2 separate regions of the Hordeum vulgare genome follow, and region 2 is linked to region 1. A link is a contact called in public Hi-C data. All regions are on one chromosome and are shown on one strand. The core of a region is the stretch at or near the end of the contact, and the rest is flanking DNA. Distances in the headings are between cores, read along the strand shown.

Region 1 (4,275 bases), core at 1,196-3,695:
TCCACTTAGCCAAGGACCTGCATATGAGGAATAGCCTTTCAAGTGGTTTTGTCATAAACCATGAAAACAACTAGGATATGGTACGGAGTTGCTCTTTCAACCTTGAACATGCGGTGGCGGCATATGCACACAACTACTGAGCAAGTAAGTCATAAATTAACTTCACCATTTTTTATGGTTCTCACAACTTTCTCTATATGTTTGTCCGTATTTTGTGATGGAAGACCTCTATGTACTCTTATGTTGAGATGCTATATTTGTATTGCATGTTGGGGGTGGTGGTGATGGGATGGGGTATATTTTGTGTTCTTTCTTTTTAAAAGATGAAACAAGCAAACCATTAGGTTCGATAAAGAAAATGCAATGGCATTAATGCCACCTGACCTAAATTTGAGCGCACCATGTATGTCTGTGTGTGTGCGCGCGCGCGCGTATGTGCACGTGAGGGCTGGCAGGGTGAGGGTGGGGTGCTTTTGAAATTTCGAGTTCTTTGGATTCAGTTGCTTAAATAAGCAAACCACTAGTCTTGATGAAGATAACATAACTCATTAATTTCAAGTTACACCTATTCCCGTGCTCCATGGGCGTTGGGAGGAGGCCGGAGGGGGGATGATTTGAATATTTCATGTTCTTTCTTTTCGTTGATGAAATAGGCAACTCATTTGTCTCCATAAATGCATGAATTCGATGCGACGTAAATTCCCGCGCTCCATGCACCACTATCGCAATTGACAAAATCCCAGCCACCAAGGTCCTCCATCATCGTTTGCCCTTGTTCCCGTCATATTTGCCGACCTATTGAATGATAAGAGGCAGGAAACACTAGATCTTTGGGTGGTAGGTTAAAATTTCTTATGGTTGTTTCTTGTGTTCATAAAGACCACGCCTCGACAGCGGAGGCTACGTAATTTTGGAATGAATCTCTGTCAGCTTCATCCCCATCTCGGGTTGTCCTTCGACCCATGGTAACCTATGTCAAGGAGCTAGTGGTGTTTTGGTTGTCTGCTTTATCTTATGGTAATCATTGTGTTCTCACTCGTAGTTTTGGCAATGATGCACGGGTTTGCTGACCTGTCGTCCAAGCAAGTGGTAGCCACAACACGCAATTGTCTAAGTTCTTCACCTCTTTGGGTGGGCGGCTTATGTGTAGGTACTCAAGACCTTTGGTGCCAGACCGATCTTTTGTGTTGGGTTAGTTTGAGGTATCCACTTTTGTGTTTTTTTGTTACCGCGGGCATGAAGATGCGATCCATGAAGTTTGAGACGCGGCCACTTTTCGACGTTGTTTACCTGCCTTCTATGTCACTCCTTTGATCTGACTTACTCCCTGTATTCACTGTTACAAGATGTTTTTGGGTTTTTTGGATATAAACTACAAACATACGCTGAAATGAGTGAGCAAACACACCAAAGCATGTCTATATGCATATGATTTAGAATAAAGTCATACCATCTTATATTTGTGAACGAAGGAAGTGTGATTTTTTTTCAAAATGCCTTTTGGAGCTCGGGCTCCATGGCACCCTTTCTTTTTGAAAAAAATAAAAATTTTCTATTTCAAAAAAATGTGAAGAAAATATGCAAGTCCACAAGGATGAAATGTATATGTGTGCAAAAATTCAGGATGAAATACCTTAAGATGCGATTTTGCAAAAAGAACAAATTCATTAACTTTTGGGATGAATAGCACCATGTGTTAAAATGCCATAAATTTGTCTTTTTTGCACAGACCTTATTTCAACGTATTTTGTTCTAAAAATTTACACACATGTGTGTGTATGACTTCATGTATATCCATATTTATTTTCAGATTTTTTAATGTAAAAAACCGAATTTTGATGAATTTTGGTGTTTTAAAAAATAGGGCTTCGTAGAGCCCGAGCTCCAAAACGCCCCTTTTGATATTTTTTTCCTTCTATATTATACTGTCTCTGTATTTATATAATTATAGTTAAAAAGAACTAGACAGTTCTACAGAGGGAGTATAATAAAAGTCAAATGGATGATGGATCGTCTAAAAACTCCAAGAGTTTCGAACAAGATCGCCCGTCCGCTCTTAAGGTTTTTTGAGATAGCTTACCAGGCTTGCTGCCTGGTCGCTCTTAAGGTTTTGTAGACAAAGGTTGGGATTTTTTTGTTTCGAATGTTAAACCAACCCCCACTAGAAAAGACGCGGTTGATCGGGCGACCCTGCTCACTTGTCCACACTCCAACAAGTGGCTTTGGCATCCAGGACAAGAAAAGGAAAATATACTTTGAGCTTCAGCTGGCTTAAAACTAGTAGTAGGACTAGTACCCAGTGCAGGTCAAAGTCGCCAAGAACAAGAAGAATCCCAAATGTGCCACCACGTCCTTCCAGATCGTCGCAGTACATGTCTCTGATCCGGTCGTCTTCGGCTTACTGGATAAAACTATTCCTCCCGGTGCCGTCGCGGGTCTGAAACGAAACGAAAACGAGCGAGCCGTGCGCCTGACGCGACGGCGTCTCGTCGTCCGACCGGGACGTCTCCGGAGAAAAGAAAAGCCATCCATCCGGGGACACCCACCGGAACCTACCACCCCGGAACGGAAAAATCCACACGGAGATCGAGAGACGGACGCCGTCGCGAGCGGAGGAGGAGGGGGCTCCCTCGTCCCGCCCCCAACGTTCACCTCCGCTCCGCCATCCGGCGGCTCGTTGCTAATGCTGCTGAATTGCTGATTAATTACGGCCATTATACGCCTTTAATGGCGAGGATTTACCAGCGGCCAGCCCAGCATCGCCACTGACCCCAGCCGAGCCAGGCGCCTTTCCTCCTTCCTTTTTATTCTTCTCCCCCTCCATATCTCCTTCGTCTCCTCCGCCTCCGGCTCCTCCGTCATCTCCACCAAACTCCTCCCTCCTCCTCTGAATACCGGCGCCTGCAATCCTGTCACCGTCCTCCAATCCCGGTGTTCGTTCTTGCTATTTCCTGGACTTTCTCGCTCGCCGCCGGGAATCCCGTTCCCGTCGCAATCTGCTGGAGCTGATGAGAGTTGTTCTCTTCTGTTTTTGTCGTTCTTGTTCTTTTCTTCCATGAAACCGGCCCCTTCTTCCTCCTCCTCCTCCTCTTCGTGAGAGTGGTTCCGTTGGTTGGTCGGTTGCTCCACCAGAAATCGCATTGCTTTCGGGTCATCCTCCCTGTTCCCCGATACTTTTTTCCAGTCAAAGAGGGATTTTTCTTCCGCGCTTTCTTCGGTTCCACGGCGAATTCTGGCGGCGGGGCCGGCGTGTCTGTCGACAGCATTCCCTCCGGTCGCCGGGGAGATTGGATGGCCTCGGAGCCGGCCGTGGCGTCGGGCGCCTGCCGCGGCGCGGGCGTGCGCAGGAGGAGCGGCAGGGTGGCGCGGCTGCTAGCCTGCGCGCTCCTCGAGTGGATCCTCATCGCGCTGCTGCTCGCCAACGGCGTCTTCTCCTACCTCATCGCCCGCTTCGCCGCCTTCTTCGGCCTGCCGCCGCCCTGCGCGCTCTGCACCCGCCTCGCCGCCGACAGCCTCTTAGACCGCGCGCCCCGCCACGGAGCCGAGCCCCTGCGCCGCGTGCTCTGCGACGGGCACGCCGCCGAGGTGTCGCGCCTCGGCTACTGCCGCGCGCACCGCCGCCTCGCCGACGCCGCCGACATGTGCGAGGACTGCGGGGCGCCGGCACCGTCCGGGAAGGCTCTGCTGTCGTGGATGCGGCGGAGCGAGCTCGGCGAGCGGGACCTCGCCTGCGCCTGCTGCGGCGTCGCGCTCGAGAGCGGCTTCTACTCGCCGCCCTTCCTGCTCCCCACGCCGCCGCCGGCCGCGCGCGACCTCGACCAGGACGGCCACGGAGACGTGGTCTTCGTGTCCGAGGACGGCCCTGTGATCGAGCTCTTCGACGAGAAGCCATTGGTGGAGGATGATTCCATCGCTGTCATTTCGGCTCACCGCGCTGGCATTGCCGTCAGCGTTGAGCGACCGGTGCCGCTTGAATCCATTGACTCCTTGGCCGACGGTGTGCCTGAGCTGTCATCTGAGCCCAGTGGTGAAAGGAAAGGAGCAGTCGATCATGTGACGGTGGAGCAGGACTATGCCGACGAGGAGAAATTTGTGGTGGCCTCTGATGTTCAGCACTGTAAGTCAATCTTCTTCCTTTGGATAAACTGTACTCCATTCTTTGTATCCAATCTATCCACGCTATGGCTGCACATTTATTTACTGTGCCAAACATGTCCACTGCATATCTGTTTGTTATGCCAGTCATTTCAGCAGTAGAGTAGAATAGACAGTGTT
Region 2 (4,608 bases), core at 139-2,638, 170 kb before region 1:
CACGCATGACGTTGGCCCCCGTTGACTCGAGTAAAACCTACTCCCTCCATTTTATAATGGAGTGCATCCGTATTATTTCGAGATTCAAGTTTGCTCGTAAATTTAAGAAAAACTTTTAGAATCAACCGACTGATTTTCTCTGTAAATCAGACGGGTCTTCCGCACGCCACGCGTCATGGTCCACGCATCACGCGAGACACCTACATGCTGCCTCTCTTGTTTCTTTTTTTACTCTCAAGCTTATCTCTTCCCCTCCTAGAGCCCGATTCATTTCTACTTCGTCTTCTACCTCCATCCCCATGCTTCGCCTCTCCTCATCACCTCGGCCCTTGTCGGATCAGCCCGCGGGGCGGCTTTTGCAGCACCCGGTGCCAAGCTCACACTCCGGTGACGGGCTTTTGCAATGACGACCGCGACAGGGCCGATGTGGGCGCTGCAACTCCGGTGATGTTGCCTTCAAGCTGTTGGGAGCATCGCCTTAGCTGCAATGGAGTAACGCCGGGCTGCAATGAAGACTCGTCGGAGTTGTAATGGAGCTTTGTCGGACACGCCTTGTTGCGTTGAAGCTACGCCGGAATTGCAATGAAGCTTTTCGCGGACGCGCCTGTGCTGCGTTGTAGCTCCGTCGGACTTGTAATGGAGCTTCGCCGGAGCATCGGTGCTGTGTTGGAGCTCCAACGGCTGCAATGGAGTTTTTCGAAGTTGCAATGGAGCTCGTCGGACGCTGTCGGTTTCTGCATTGAAGCATCACGCGGCCTCTGTTCCATGTCGGGAATTTAATCTGACGATGATGGCTCGTTCAATCGGACGGCTACCTAGGGGGATTACGACTGATACAAATTAGGCAACAGATTTGTAGCAGCCGCCTAAATTTAATCGACGTGCGCATGACTTTGACAGGAGCAGAAATGGTACCGTTAAAAACTACTTTCAGATACGAATTCAATGGTATCAATTTCTTCTTACCGCGGTCATTCAAGTTGGTTGAACTTAAAGTCAAACTAATTTTTTTTTTTTAAACACGGATGGATTGCGCTATGTTATGGAATGGAGGCAATACAAGCACGGTTCTCTCCGGATCAAATCGAACATGAAATTCGAGGAACAACTGAACGTGTTCGTTCCAGATTAGGGAATATCTTTATCATTACATCGAAAAATTAGTTTCTTTTAAAGAAAATTAGGTTGTTTTGCTGGAAAAGCTAGGGGTAGAGAGGAGAAAAGAAAAGTAATGGTAGTACGTGCTGGCAGGCCCATTGGTTCCGAGGGAGTGGCCGAGACGGGCCCTAGGGAGTGGGTCAAACCTTTCTTGGGCCGGAGGGCAGGAACTTATTCTGGGACTTCTTCTCCAGACCCTTCCTTCCTCCACTGTCTGTCTATAAGATGGATAGACCTCCATTCCAATCTCCTCACAACCCAATCTCAGCTTCCAAGAAGGAGGAAGAAAATCCAGAGAAACCCAGAGAAGGAGGAAGGTAGACGACGATGGCGGTGTTGGTGGAGCTGACCAAGGAGTACGGCTACGTGGTGCTCGCCGTGGTCGCCTATGCCTTCCTCAACTTCTGGATGAGCTTCCAGGTCGGCGGCGCCCGCAAGAAGTAGGTTCTTTTCTTCACCGATTTCTCCCCTCTTGTTCCGGAGGAATCTGGGTTGGAGCTTGACGATCCGCCGCCGACGACGCCGCTTGTTTGATTGTTCAGGTACAAGGTGTCCTACCCGACGATGTACGCCATCGAGGCGGAGAACAAGGACGCCAAGCGCTTCAACTGCGTCCAGGTCCGTCCGCCGCCGATCTCGTCCGTGTCTTTTGATTTTGAGCGGAGGAACAAGGGTTGGCTGAATTCTTGTTGTGGGATTGCAGAGGGGGCACCAGAACTCGCTGGAGATGATGCCGCTCTTCTTCGTCACGCTGCTGCTCGGCGGCCTGCAGCACCCGGTCGTCGCGGCCGCGCTGGGGGTCATGTACACCGTCGCCAGGTTCTTCTACTTCAAGGGCTACGCCACCGGCGTCCCGGAGAACCGCCTCAAGCTTGGGTACGTTGGCCTTTTGCTTTTCCTCCGACTGGTCCGTATGCAGTTGATTCAGATGGCAATGGCATCCAAATCAAATCTTTGGGGAGAGATCCACTTGATTTCCAGCATGTTTTACTGGTGGTTTCTTGGGAAATTCTCAGCCCTGGGAATCATACAGGCCTCTTGATTTCATTGATAGGATAGCATTAGTCAACCATATCCAACTCATTAATGCGGTGAGTGGGTGGAGCAGGGCTCAATTTGCTGCTGCTCCACCAACTAAGCCATGTCAAAGGTGTGCTCATAATGAGCGAGCGGCTTCATTGATGCTCACCGACGACCTTGAGTAGCTTTCAAGTGCTTCTTCAACCTCCTGCAAACCGACGTTTTGTCTTCAGTTTTTCATTCACTTTTGGCTGCTGAGCCCCCAGCAGCCAACATCTTGTAGCAACCACTACTGCTTACCTGCACATCCTTTTCTGAATTGACATGGGCCATTGCTCTAGGTGAAGCAAGACCTTGGTTGGTTGGTGAAGATTCATTCACATTGCTGCATCATAAACTAAGACATTGGTAATTGGATGTGATGTAGCAATCCTACCCAAGCTTCTGTCCCATGTCAACCACCCCGGTTTATATAAGTGATAACTACTTGAGCAAAGTCGTGAGCTCTGAATTGATTGAGCAAAATGGCTTATGACGTTCAGTTGTTTCCCGAACCAAATTTGTAGCTTGTGACGCCAAACAACCCTGAACCCGCATCGGCATTGAAGAATTTAATTTCCTTGTTGTCCATGTCGAAGTCAAACTTTTTGTCGAAGCGATTCTGATCTTGACGATTTCCTTTTCGCTTTGGCGAATTCTGCAGGGGGCTCAACTTCTTGGCGATCATCGGGCTCATCCTCTGCACGGCGTCGTTCGGCATCAACCTTGTCATCAGGGAGGCGATCTAAGGTTCCCGAACTGATGCCTGACTTGATAGGCGTTGTGACTAGAGTCATGTAGGCGTGGTGATGATGTCTTTTATAGTGTCAAGAAATGTGTGTGCGTCTGTTTTACTCTCACAGAATAAGACTGAGGTGGAGACGGTTTGTAATGTAAGATCAAGGTTTTAGCTTTTGCAGTACAGCTTTTGATACGGTTTCAGTAAGTCTCCTTGCCAGTTTCCTTGTGCGACATCTGCGGACAATGATATGCTCGTTGTTATCTCCGCCCAGTTTTGACGTTGTTGTTGTGTTCATTCGTTTCTGATGCAATCTTTAAGCCCCTCCAGCCTGTGTCACTTCACAAGAGAAGTGTAGGGCATGATCATCGTTGGTGCACACAAAAAAATATATACCTCGCCAAGAAACAGCTGTTTCTAACTACTCAGGTTATGTCACGCATCGGAAGTGTATATACGATGCTGTCAATATCGTTTCTAAATTTCCAAAAAGGAATGAAATTTGCCAAAATCGCTATTATTTCGTGACTTGTGCTCAGCTAAAATATACGCGCAATGCGGTATCATATCTGCTAGTACAAGAAAATGCATCAATGGTATATGACTACCGCCTATTCTCCTCTAGCAGCAGTGAATCTCCTCTGGGGTGGGGTTGCCCTTCTGCTTACCACATGCTTGCGCGCCCCTTCGTCCTTGGCGAACCCCCTCCGGCCTGGCGCCGCCCTTCTGCTCGATCCATGCTCACGCGCCCCATCATATGGGGCAACGTCGAATTTGACATCCTCATCATCGTCATCGTTCTTGGTGTATCCCTTCCGGGCTGGTGAAGCCCTTCTGCTCGAGACACGCATGTCTCCCCCCTCATATGGCAAGGCATTGTCTTCGCCGCCATGGTTCCTACTCTTGCCCGCGAACTCCCTCCGGGCTGGTGACGCCCTTCTGCTCGCTACATGCCCGCGCTCCTCCCCCTTGTATGGCAACCCCTCTTCATCACCGTCGTCATCTCCCTGATGAACAGAGTCAAAGCTTCTATCCTTGTTAGCTCCCTTGCTGTTCCTCCACACGTCGTATCCAAGCTTGTTATCCTGGGTATCGTCTTCAGGGCGGTCATGGCTGCACTTTTTGCACTCCTGGTTTCGACGGAAGTTCACAAAATCACATCTATAAAGGGAGGAGGTAATGTCTCATTAGTTTGTTATAAGCACGCAAAAGTCACAAAGATGACGTGGCTAGCACATACGAGGGGCATTCCCACTCTCCAGGGTTGAGCTGTCTCTTTGGCCGTTGTCCTTCACATTTAAAACACATCTTATTGCGAGAGAAGTTCATAAAAGCACACCTGAAAGCGCAAACAAGTGAGTATGAACAATGGAGCGCTGCTGAAACATTAGGGGAAATTTGCATATGAGGTCAGATCATTACCCTGGACAGATCCAGTCTCCCATTTTCATTTCACTGGTGGCTGCTTCTATTTTCTTCGGTCCATCTACTTTGCATTCGAGACACTGCCGATTCCGAGCAAAATTTAAGAAGTTGCAGCTGGCAAAAGTACAGAAAAGTCCATTAACAAGACATAATCAGCAGCCAAAAGCACATCATCCTTCCGCATGTGCAAAAAAATAATATATGAAAGGACCCCAATATCTCCCAAG

Evidence for each region. Hi-C and Micro-C count contacts between places; a contact is called where the count stands out from the background.
Region 2: a Hi-C map of leaf shows a contact between it and region 1, with 7 times the contacts expected there. The contact joins the promoter of LOC123447424 here to the promoter of LOC123447420 in region 1. A contact is called at or near these places in 3 of 6 Hi-C or Micro-C datasets (leaf and seedling) and 1 of 1 datasets of contacts at active chromatin or transcription factors (embryo).

Annotation. Positions count from the first base shown.
Region 1 is chr4H:16,470,175-16,474,449 of MorexV3_pseudomolecules_assembly, reverse strand. LOC123447420 (myosin-binding protein 2-like) reads left to right here and starts at 2,445. Exons shown (of 4, transcript XM_045124017.1): 1 at 2,445-4,117. The coding sequence starts at 3,292.
Region 2 is chr4H:16,635,702-16,640,309 of MorexV3_pseudomolecules_assembly, reverse strand. It overlaps LOC123447424 (microsomal glutathione S-transferase 3), which reads left to right and starts at 1,388. Exons shown (of 4, transcript XM_045124022.1): 1 at 1,388-1,598; 2 at 1,701-1,776; 3 at 1,862-2,034; 4 at 2,882-3,163. The coding sequence starts at 1,486. The coding sequence ends at 2,966. LOC123450193 reads right to left here. Exons shown (of 6, transcript XM_045127567.1): 4 at 4,379-4,495; 5 at 4,197-4,295; 6 at 3,458-4,117. The coding sequence ends at 3,568.